Linked DNA regions of Mus musculus: region 2 is linked to region 1. Evidence: chromatin contacts called from public Hi-C data. All regions are on one chromosome and are shown on one strand. Each heading gives the region's core, a stretch centred on a gene start, on an enhancer-like site or on the middle of the called end of the contact. The rest is flanking DNA. Distances are from core to core; before and after follow the strand shown. Region 1 holds the start of Crppa (CDP-L-ribitol pyrophosphorylase A). Region 2 overlaps Crppa (CDP-L-ribitol pyrophosphorylase A).

Region 1 (6,070 bases), core at 3,200-5,699:
TTCATACCACTCAAGCGGTAGTGGGCTTACAATGCTATTTTGTTCAAACCCAGAATACACCCAGGGCCTGCAAGCTTTTGTTAAGTACTGTTTGTATTCCAAAGGATTTATTCACATTCTTTTCAAGTCATAGAATTAAATTTTAATTCTGCAGAAGACTTTTAATAATGTAAAATCATGAGACTGTAAAAAGACTTTAAGTGCCTCACACAGTGCACACTGAGTAAATACTTGCTGAATAGAAGCATCGAGCCTACCTCTGAGCTGAAAACAAGCCCACACCAAACCCCCGGCAGCCCAATTCTATCAAATCCGCATGATTGTTTCCTTCCTGGCACATTCCATAGCAAATATAAACGTAGCCCCAAGCTCCGTAACACCTACAGACATTTTGAGGAGGAAATATAATATCTCAGAAGTTATTTTCTCCTGGAATAAGGTTGCAAGCATACTCTGCTCAGATAGTTTAATAAAGCCGGTTGAAAGCAGAACATTTATACAAATGCTTACTTACAAACCTGGGGAAAATCAAGCCAAGTTAACACCTACAGAATACTTGCATCCAGGCTGCAGAAATGCAGCCTTAAAGGGACAGTGGCAGCTGCTGCTCTCCACCATGACTGCCTTCATGGAAACTTGACTCTGCATTGCACTGGAGACTTGTCTATAGAATCCCACCTCTTTGTGTCTATTTTGATGTTTTAGGATAGAATGTTGAGTTAGTGGGAAAGGCAGGTTGCTATCCCCTTAGCCACAGCAAGCCTTCTTCCTCTGGTGCTGTTCTGGGAGCTTCACAGCCAAGGGTCTTCGACTGTTTTTGAAAGTCTCAAAGGGAAAGTAACACAAAGCTCTTATCCTGTAACCCTCACAAAACACAACGGCTTTTCTTCTCCCCTTGAATCAGACACGACCTTCTTAATGACTCAAATTGAACTACCTTTCAACTAAAGCTATCCTAGGCACCTTCTCCTTCTGAATCATGAATCACCAGGATCAATACTATCTCGCAACCACTTCTCCCCTCTCCCATTTTTACTATCTCAGTTTAACTCACATGATCAATATGGCTCATTTAGAGAAAAACTTATGTAATTCCCATCTATCCAACTAACAGAATTTGCAATGGTTTAAATAAAAAATATAGAAAGCAGAAAGTTAAATAAACTATAAGTTAATACATTGAAATATATACCTTGCAGTCTTTAAAAAAAATTCTAAGCATGGGACATCCTTGGTTTCCAAGCCTTAAGAGAGGCTGTGGGTGAATTGTAATCACAAGTTTATATTTCTATTAGACACACATACTGATCTACTGAATCACATCTGTTAGATAAAGACTAGTCCACCATACTAAAACTAGAGATACTGGTCATGGAGTTGGACTGCTAGTTTATTGCTATATAGGACCATCTTCCTATAAAGTGATATCAGAAGTTCAGTTATAATTTTTTGATAAGCATGAACCATGTCAAGGAACAAGTTGTCTTAAGCAGGGTACCTAAGAGAGCTCAAGAAGCCTCAAGAGTTGAAGGGAAGGGACAGTCAAAGCACTTACTGACTGAGGAAGAAGAGCCTACGTCTACATAAGCATAGCTGCAGGTCACCTCAATTCTTTGGTCTTGTGTGGTCATAATATTGTCTCTTTAAAAGATATTCCACAGTAACCTACGCTTCTAATTAACATTTCCTTCTCTTAAATATTTTGAAACCAAAAATCTCATTACTGGTAAGAATTTGTATTTCTATGGTCCCCTAGTCATCAACCCCATTTTTTTTCATCTTAAAAAACAATAACAAAACAAACAAACAACAACAGTAAAAAGCAGTGCTTTAACCCTCTATGACCCAGCTAGCTGCAGGTTTTTCCTAGCTGACTTTAACCCCAGTCAACATCTTAAACATTTCCAGGTAAATAAAGCTGTTACCCAGCAGAGTAAAAGACACTTACCCCAGTCCTTAACCTAAAGTTCATTAAACAGTCAATTCCATCCTATAACCCTACCTAGAGAGACATCTAGACATGTAAGACATACCTAGAAAGACATACCTACACATACCTAGAGAGACATACCATCACCCTGCCTCTCCTCTGGCAGGAAGATGAGCAACAGCATTCTGTATGGTCCTCAATATATGTTTCTGACTCATCAGTGTAGTGGCTGCTGCTTCTTTCTGTGGAGTTTAAACCAGTCCCATCGCAAAAGGGTTCAGGTCACCCCACTGTGGGGACTACGCTACTATGCTACATTTGTGGGTTCCGAGTCAATGACTATGAGTGATAAAACAATTTCCAACTTCAAATCCAGTAAAAATTGGGTACATAGGCCAATCATCCTGAACTGGACCTCTTCACAGAGTTGTATGCCCTAGACATACAATACTTTCATCACATGGCTTCCTGAAACAAAATTTCTTCATTGATAGTGGTGTCATGAAGCATGAGGGACCAAGACTCCTGATCTCAGTTCCTTGTTCGACAAACAAACAAAAAAATAAACCAAAAAGAGAAGAAGAAAACCCATAATGAATGTTCCTTGAATTATATAAGCTGTTATAATTTATTTCAATTTCCCTAATGGGCTATTAGGATTTCAAACTGCTGTAATAAATTAAGCAAAAATGGAAAGCAAATGTCCTTTTGCTGTATTTTCCACAAATAACCCCTTTCCAAACACTCTTTTACATTAAAAGATTTAATTTTTAGTGTTCACCTATCTCAGGCTACCTTGGTACATGCAAAAATGCAAATTAACTGAAAGTATTCCCCCAAGGGAAAAAGTGTTAAATGAAAAACAGTCTACAACTCCCTGCATATAACCACCAAGCAGACAGAGATCTGCTGCCAATATCCATTGCAAGCCATGTCATTGTCCATCTCTAGAAAGATGGTCAGCGTTGCCAGGATGAGTGTGGCGCTAGAACTTTGGAGGTGTGTGCTATTGGTAAGATGGCGGTATGAAGCAACCCCTGTACTATGCAGAGAAATAAAAGACACAGACAGGGGTAGGAACTGGAATCGTTTCCAGGTCTGACTGAGTTTCGGATGTAACCACCGGTCTTGATTACTCTAATCAAGGATGATTGCAGCCCTGCACTTCCATTTACCAAATGCCAATGCTCGGAAAGTAAAATAATCTCCTGAGAAATTACTGTGTCCCTTTGACTTTTTGAAGTGTATTGGGAGTTGTTACTCTTCTGAACAAAATGCCAAGGACAGTGGTCTCTATGGAAGCCTCCTGTAATCGTTACTTATGCTAAATATTGGCATCTATCTTGAAATGTAACCAGTCCGATTCAAGGTTTAAAGGCATCGTCACAACTGTCCATTTGACTTCAAAAGAGTAAAGATCTTGCAGAACTTAAGCACCTTCATAATCTTCCCTTTCAGTCTCGCCTCAGCCCCATCACATCACAACACAAGTAACTCATCTTTTTCTCCTCTCACAGTTTCTTCACAGCCTTCCTGACACTGCTCATTATTTCTGGAATCAACTAATTTCAGTCTCTTTTCTAGGGTGTCTTGGCCTCAACCTCACCATCCAATCACCTCCCGTTATTGAAAGGCTGGAATTAACTCTGCTTTTCTCTCTACTACCTGGTTATTTAGCCATGCCTGATTCCCAGAAGAAACGTGCCTGCCCAGGAAACTGGAGGTGCGGCTAGGACTCTCAGGCTCACGCATGCGCGGTGGCACTGTGCCCCAGGCGCTCCTAGAGCAGGTATTCCTCGGGCCCCGCGGGGCCTGCGTGGGAACCGAAAGTCCCTGGGTCCCCATGCACTGGTTAGCCAGGGCCCCAGGCCCGGCGCTGCCCGCCACGCTGCCTGTTGGGGATGATCCTGGGCTCGGGGGGAGCGGATGGCTGGCGCCAGTTACCTCTCCATAGCCTGCAAAGTGTAGCTGATGAGCGGCCTTTCCAGAACCCGGCAGAACTGCTTCGGGGTGCGGACGCCCATCCTTTCCCCGCAACCCCCAGCCGGCAGCACGGCGGCCACGGTTCCAGGGCGGTTCCCGGGCTCCGCCCCAGCGACGGACAACGGGGACTCCGGGAACGCTGAGCCCGCGCCCGCGGGGCCGCTCACGCAATGCCCAGGCTCAGCGGGCCTGCTGCACGGCCCAGGCTCCATAGCAGGCAGAGCGCAGAAGCTCGAGGTGCAGATGGAAACCGAGAGCGAGACGCCAGCACCGGCCCTGGGACGAGATCAAGGGTCGCACTGGGCCAGGAACGGCGCCGAGCGGACTCGGGGAAAGTGGCCTCGGGTGCTGATCGCGGAGGAAGCCAGCAAGCCTTGTCTTCCCAGCCTGGGCCCAGCGCCCCTAGGCAGCAATGCTCTTCCTGCTCTTCCCTCTATCCCTCCGGGCAGGTCGAGCCGAGGCTGCAGTAGCAGTCCTTACAGATTTGACAGTCACACACAGGCAGCTATGCACAGCACAGTCATGGGCCCCATTCTAGATAAGTCGGAAATAATTGTATTCAAGGTACAGTTCAAGACCCATATGTGTGCACCTCGGTCATAAGAATTTCGTTATCCACAGATGGCACCCTGATTCTACCAAGTGGAAAGACAAATGGCTAGGCAAAGTCTAGAATCCGTACTGCAAGGTTGATTCCCAGACCTGTCTGTCTGCACCTTTGAACAACCAAGTAGAGTGTCCTTGAATTCTGTATTCCACACTCAAATTTTAAGATTTTAAGATTTGAATGTTTTTAAATTCCACAGGTGATTCTATTGGGCAAGTGTGATTTTATTGTAACCAGAGGGGGACAGCAACCACACTCACTACTGAATAATCAACACACATCTCCTGTTAACAGGAAAAAGAAAAAAAAAAAAAAAACCTCTAGTGGTCATTTTCACTGACAGGGGAACGTGGGTGCTAAGTAACTTATGTAAGACTGCACAGCCAATGATGGCAAGGCAACCATAAATCTTCGGTTTAGAGGTGCAACGAGCAAGCGTTGAGAAGTTTCAGGCCTGGTGCTCATCTAGTGCTTATTTAGGACTATCCTTCTGGGAAATGTTGATGAAACAGAATGGGTACTCCGAGTGCCAGGCACCACTGTATTCAGGATCTGGAATGTGGAATTCATGAGAGCATGCCCTAGCTTTGCTTTGGGTTTGGGTTGTATGCCCAGCTTCAGGAATGTGACAGGGGCCTAATACTTACTGAAGGAACTGCTGATTGAATAATGACAAGGGAAAAGGAATTATTTGACCATGTATATTATCAATCTTCACCCATCAATAGCTAAATTAGAATCATAAAAACAAAAACTTGAGGATTGAATTACCCAGTTATAGTATTAAATCTCATTGTTTTTATCAACTTTGCCAATTGAAAGCATACGAAATTTTTTTAAAAATTCTCTTCTCTTACCCTCTTTTGTCTAATATTCTAAAGCACTTTCTTTTGTTGCTTTCATTATGACTAATGGACAGCTTCTGTGTTAACTGAAGTTTGTTGAACTCTTGACCCTTCGATGAAAAGGAAGCATTATAGCTTGCTTGTTTGTATTGCAATGCTTGAATGTTTCCTTCCCAGGAGGCAGGAGTGTGCAAGGAAGAGAGAGACTGAGAGACAGAGTGAAGCTGGGGGCGGGGGGGGGGGGGCAAAAAGACTGATTGAGTCTAGGAAAGAGCTCTTTGCTAGGGAGTTGGGTGTTTGATTTGTTAGAGCTTGCTCAAAGGAGACTCTTGAGAAGGCTCCATCGCATCTTATGAACTAACACATTATGTTACTTACAAAACCCAGTGACCAGCCCAGAGACAGCAGCACACTCAGCAGGCAGAAAGCACAAGAGGCAGACAGACGACCAGGGGAACTGGACTCCATAAAACCCATGGCTTTTGGCCTTTCCAATGTGGTTGCTGGTTAGAATTTTTTAAATCTGTGCATGGGGGTACATTATTTATGTGTCTTGTGGTGTTAGCCATTAAGTTTTATTATGGTAGGATATGTTAAATGTAGGGTTTGTGAAATGAGCGCGTGAGTTATGGAGCGAGCCACCCAAAAGGATGGAACTTTTACAAGAAAAAAGGGCTGGCAAGAATGCAGGCAAAGAAGCCTAGT
Region 2 (5,695 bases), core at 2,290-4,789, 130 kb before region 1:
AATTTTTAAAGCAGGGATCTCTTCACTGGAGAAAAAAAAAAAAAAGCCGGGCATGGTGGCGGCACACGCCTTTAATCCCAGCACTCGGGAGGCAGAGGCAGGCGGATTTCTGAGTTCGAGGCCAGCCAGGGCTATACAGAGAAACCCTGTCTCTAAAATCCAATAAATAAATAAATAAATAAATAAATAAATAAATAAATAAATAAATAAATAAATATTTTAAGAAGAGAGAGAGATGTAAGGCTCAATTACTGAATTTCCTGAATATTTTGCATGTTAATTCGAATCCACTTCTTTACCCCAATGCTGGTTGACCATCTAGAGCTCATTTCTCCATCAAAGCCTCTCTTGTAATTACGTAGCATTGCATCTCTACTGCTGACTCACGTCAGCTACTAAATAATGCAGCATCTGCAATCCTGCAATCCCTGTGTCCTCTCCTCTTGTGAACATAGTCTTTGCTCCAGTTATGAAATCAGTTACAACTTCTTGAGTGTGCTCAGGGTTTTAAACTTTTTGCAATTCTTCACATGATTGATGGATACCCAGCAGCTACCTGTTTATCTACAGAAATGTATCTGGCTGATGTCCAGGCAAAGAGATATTACAGAAGTTTCCTTCAACATAGTTCTGTCATCATTAACCACAGTGATTTATACACATAGACATATGTATATGCATACACAAAGCTGTGTGAGGGATCTGTGAAAAGAGTTCATGAAGGCACTATCCTTAGGTACAGTACAAAGCAGGCTATGAGGATTGACACCACAGTCAGTGGGTCCGTGCAGATTTATGAGGAATAGAAAACCGAAGCCAAATATGTGAGGATAGAGAGAAAGTACCAAGCCTAAGAACATAAAATCAAGTACCCCGGGACAAAGGAAAAGTGAAAGCTGCAGAATGTTGAGGTACAAATAAGACAACATACTGACACTTGAAGGCAATATATTTGTAAGAGAGATGCTCAGTATAGATTGTGCAGGGTCTTGACTCACCAATACTATGTAGTCACCGCAGTTGTAGAGTGTCATTGTAACAAAGGAAAAGAAGATGGGCAAGTTCTAGTTTGGGGACTCTGAAACAAGTTTTTGGGTGTCAAAACTCCATAGATAATTCATTCATAAGCTCCAAGGAGTACTGTACTTCAGTTATCATAGAGGCATCATACCCTAGAATGATAACTTAGCTAGAGCCACTGGAACAATGGAATAACCAACCATTTTGCACTTTAAAGTAGAATTATACTGAAAATAAACAGGTGAAGTGAATCTCCTAACAATTATTAGATGAAGCCTTAAGTGATATTTTTAAGAGTCATGTGCATTCTAACTAGACCAAAACAATCCATTCAGAATGGTAAAATTACGTTAGGAACTAAAACTATATCTTGATTTTTTAAAATTCAAATGTTCAGTATGCGCCGTTTAGTAAGCTCATCCAAAGCCAGGCGTGGTTAAACATAGTGCAGTCCTGCAGTTGAGAGGCTAAGGAAGTATGATTGCAAGTGTGAAGAAAATGGGCTACGTAATGAGTTCTACTAAGTCCCAGGCCAGGCTGAAGATTAAGAAAATGAAAGGAAGGGGTTGGGTGAGATGGCTCAGTGGGTAATGTGCTTGCCATGCAAGCCTAAGGACCTAACCTAACATCAGAGCCCCAGAGTACACGTAAAATGATGCTTGTGGTGGTGACTATATGTAATCTCATCACCAGGGAAGCATAAACAGGAGAATCCTTAAAGTGTTCTGGCAAGCCAGTCTAGTTGAATCGGTGAATTCCTGGCTCAGTGAGGGACTCATCTCCAAAATTGGGGTGAGAAGTTGAAGAAGATTCCCAATTTCTGGTCTTCACATACATGAAACTGCATGCATACCTGCATACATATAGGAACACATATACACACTGTACACAGAGAGGAATATATATATATATATATATGAAGGATGGAAGAGTAGAGAGAAAAGGAGAGAAGGACGCAAGGGGGGGAGAGAAATTAACTATCAAAGGTTAACAGTTAGATATACTAGTTATAACAGTTAGATATAGTAGTTATTACAGTTAGATATACTAGTTATAACAGTTAGATATACTAGTTATAACAGTTAGATATACTAGTTAGCTTTATGGAGAGGGGAGGAATGTTTTGGTTCTTCAGTGCAGGGTCCTGAATTCCAGTCCTTATGTTATTAAGTGAAAAGTGAAATGTTATGCTGTGTTATGCTGTTATTCTAAGGGAACAATGTCCTGTATGAACTTCCTATAATGGCTACTTCCTGTTTTTATTAAAATAATATTTTGATGTGCACAAGAAGAACTAATTTCATGAAAATAATAATAACATTGGCTAATGACTCTGGATGTTCTACTGTTCTATATTCTGAATACTCAACATTATATTTGTTAGCACTTAGAAACATTGGCATCATTCTTATATAGACAAGAATACAGAAAACATTTTTATAAATGATCTTCTTAAGAGAGCAAGTAGAGTATATGGGGCTTGGCAGGAAGAGGGTAATTTTCAATTTTAATCTAAAAAATTATTCATAAAGAACATAAAATTTACTACATAAAATAATATAATATATTAAAAAGCAAAAATATTTTTAAAACAAAAAAAACACGCCAAGTTACAGTTAGAGATTACCCTAGCTCTCACATAATCATGTTCTAAAACCATGACAACCAATGAAAAACTAATTTCATTGGATATAGTACGAGCGCAATCAACAGCAGCTTGAGTTACTTATGGTCCACTACACCTGGACTTCCTTTCCCCTCTAGTACACATCAGAACCTCTGGTGGATGTCTAAATAAATCTAATATAATGTAGCAGAATGACCTTCAGGCAGTTTCTACCCTCGTGCATGCACACACACACAGGCACGCGCGCGCACACAACGAAGACATGCACACACTCACCCTGATATCCTGAATGAGTCCTTGCCTCTGTTCAGAGTATACCCCCAAAAACCCCAACTAGCTTTAGCATGTCATTCACTATTAACTGTGTTCAGTACCCCCCAAAAAGTTTATAATCTTCAGATCAAGATATTATTATGTATAATAAAATATTTATATTTAATTTTTGTTTTTAAGTCTGAAGTTGTTACTAAGGCTACAGTTGCTCTGCTTCATATCTGCCTTTCTTTTGGCTTCTTTTCTAATCTTGAAGTTTTGTTTTCCTACTGCCATAAATTGAGTTTGGTAAGGACTGTAAGAAAAGGCACTGATCTGCACACTGTTACCGATGGCCCAGTCCTACACACTAACACTACACCCATTTCTGCACACTGTAACAAAAGGCACAGAACTACACACTACACTCAACCACCAGGCCAACGGGAAAAATCATTCAAGCATTAGCGCACAACTCCAACAAAAGCAGACCCTGCCTTAGACCCAGAAAGGGAAGGATTTTCAGTTAAACACAGCTTGTCATTTGAGGTTAGAGAAAACAGTAATTAAATTCTGGTCTCCAGGAAACAGGAAGTGGTGGATCAGCCAAGTACATAAAACGCTTGTACCGTGTAGGCCAGCCTTCCTTACGGCATTCATCCCTTTTGCTCCAGGAATGCAATCTGAACTGAATGTACTTAAGTGTTCTTATGACTAATGCGAAAAAAAAAAAAAGCCCTAACCACCACCACAGATTTTCCTGTGTGTAGCAATTCAGCAGCAGCCAGTGTGAATACTCTCCTTGAAGACAACTGGACAGTCTTCAGTGCAATTCCTCTTTACCTTATTTTGCGGTGAAGCAGGATATAATACAGGCGAAATACAATCGTGCACAGTCTATAAGGCTGCCTTTGGCTTTGTTCCTACCTCTACCCTTATCTCCTCCCCCTGATCCATCTCCACTTTAACCATCCAACCCCATTTTACTCTCCTTTCATGAGGCTCCTCATGTATCTTCCATCGCATGTTTCCTTTGAGTTTGGCCTTTAACTAAGTAACAGCGGATTCCCCTTTTAGGCTTAATTAAAGGACATGTCTGTTGAGACAGTTCATTCAGTGACTTTAACTCCCCGAACTGTTTTCCATGATTCTTTTATCTAAGCATAGGGTATTTTTCTTTCCATGCCAAGAACTCTTGATGGTTCAGATCCATGGGAACCATAGAAAAACTACACACTGCAGCTTATTCCTCTGGATGCCTGCAATTTGAGACTGCTCCCTACAGCACCTCCCTACCTTCTACTTCTGGCATTCTGTTTATTGTACATCGTTGGTGTTGCTCCATCAGAGAGAGCATAGCTCACCCAATCCCAAATTTCCTGTGCATTGTTGGTGCTTGCTTTATCCTCTCGTCACCCAATACTGGTTTCCAGAACCACCCCATTGAGGACACAGTTGTATCCCTTAGGGTATTATTGTGTACTGTATTATTACATAATTTAACAGATAGCTCCTTAAGAGTAGCACCTGCTTAGCTCAACTCTCTATAGTCAATGGTTGAGTTATAATGGGCATTGACTATCTTGTAAGTGAACGAATGAATTAAGTAACTAATGAAAAGCTAATCGCACCTTCTACCTACACACCACTCAAAACTTTTACAGCAGCATAGATACTTTCCACATTTTCAGAGTTAAAATAAAGTGACCGAGGACTGGTAATTTTCTTCTGACGGTGAGGGGCTACCTGAGGGCAAAACCTTAAGAGAATAAGATTTAATCTGCCTTTAACTTCCATAGTGCAATGATCCTAAGAAAACACCACCATTCCTAAAGGAAATAAAATATGAATATAAGAGATAGACTAGCTCAAAGCAAGTCAAAACTCAGCAGGGCAAGCAGCAAACCTATAGCAACATGTCTGACATCAAAAACTCATGTTAAAATCATCTGGGCTACAGATGTCTCCCACCCTGGGGATAGCAGCACCACACACACACTCTCTAGAGCAATCTACAGTCACTGAAGCAGTTCCTCAAGAGTCGTGCTATCTCCAACAACATGGTACCATTGCCTTTAACTTACAGCTCCATGTTTGACCCACCAAGAAGCTCATCTGTGCAGGAACAGATTACCATAGGAGCTTTCTAAAACCTTGGTGCAAACTTCCATACATTGTGCATGCTAGTAAAACAAGCACCCTGTGGACAATGCCAAACCCTGCTACAAGCTCTAGATGAAGATGAGCCACAAGAGGGACTACTTTCTATCATGACTGTAACCTTCTATGTCAATGTCGAGGAACCAAGAGAACACTTTCTTCATTGGCCACCATTCACGCTGCCACTGCAAAGGACAGTTCAAGGGTTCTCTTTAGGCCAGTATTCATAATGGGAACTCTGCTTTGCCCAAAACTACTTTGTGCGCATGGCCCTTTCCTTGCTAGCATGCATGATTTTCACGTCTTTCTGCTCCACTTTCTCTCATCTCTGACTATAAATCTGGCTCTAGACAGTGGTAGAGACTAAATGTTTCATTTGTCTTGAAATTTCCTTTACCAATTATCCCATTACTTCTGAATTCCACCTCACAAAAACTTTCAAGACACAAGAATGATATTGCCAATTCTTTCCCACAGTATAATATGAATGGCTTCTGGCAAAGTTCTCAGTAGAACGTTTGTTCCCTACTGCATCTTTTACACAGTGTTCACTGCCCACTCTCCCTTCATTCTCCTGTACTTTTACAACTCCCTTTAAGCTCTGCTTGCAGGACTCTGGGGTTTCACAAGGCCACA

Evidence for each region. A called contact is a pair of places that touch in the nucleus more often than the background predicts.
Region 2: a contact with region 1 is called in a Hi-C map of uterus. The contact joins the enhancer-like site here to the promoter of Crppa in region 1. A contact is called at or near these places in 1 of 484 Hi-C or Micro-C datasets (uterus), 3 of 115 datasets of contacts at active chromatin or transcription factors (cardiomyocytes, kidney and neural progenitor cells) and 2 of 9 other capture datasets (adipose tissue and liver).

Annotation. Positions count from the first base shown.
Region 1 is chr12:36,379,829-36,385,898 of GRCm38.p6, reverse strand. It overlaps Crppa (CDP-L-ribitol pyrophosphorylase A), which reads right to left and starts at 4,449. Exons shown (of 10, transcript NM_178629.6): 1 at 3,875-4,449. The coding sequence starts at 4,125.
Region 2 is chr12:36,508,060-36,513,754 of GRCm38.p6, reverse strand. All of the region lies in intron 6 of Crppa (CDP-L-ribitol pyrophosphorylase A), which reads right to left. Among named protein-coding and RNA genes, the nearest start is that of Crppa, 130 kb to the right of the region's middle. Within about 2 kb of position 3,539, at least 50 of the 459 cell types and tissues checked have an H3K27ac peak or open chromatin away from gene starts, as enhancers often do. A contact at or near this core is called in kidney and uterus, where this site is marked.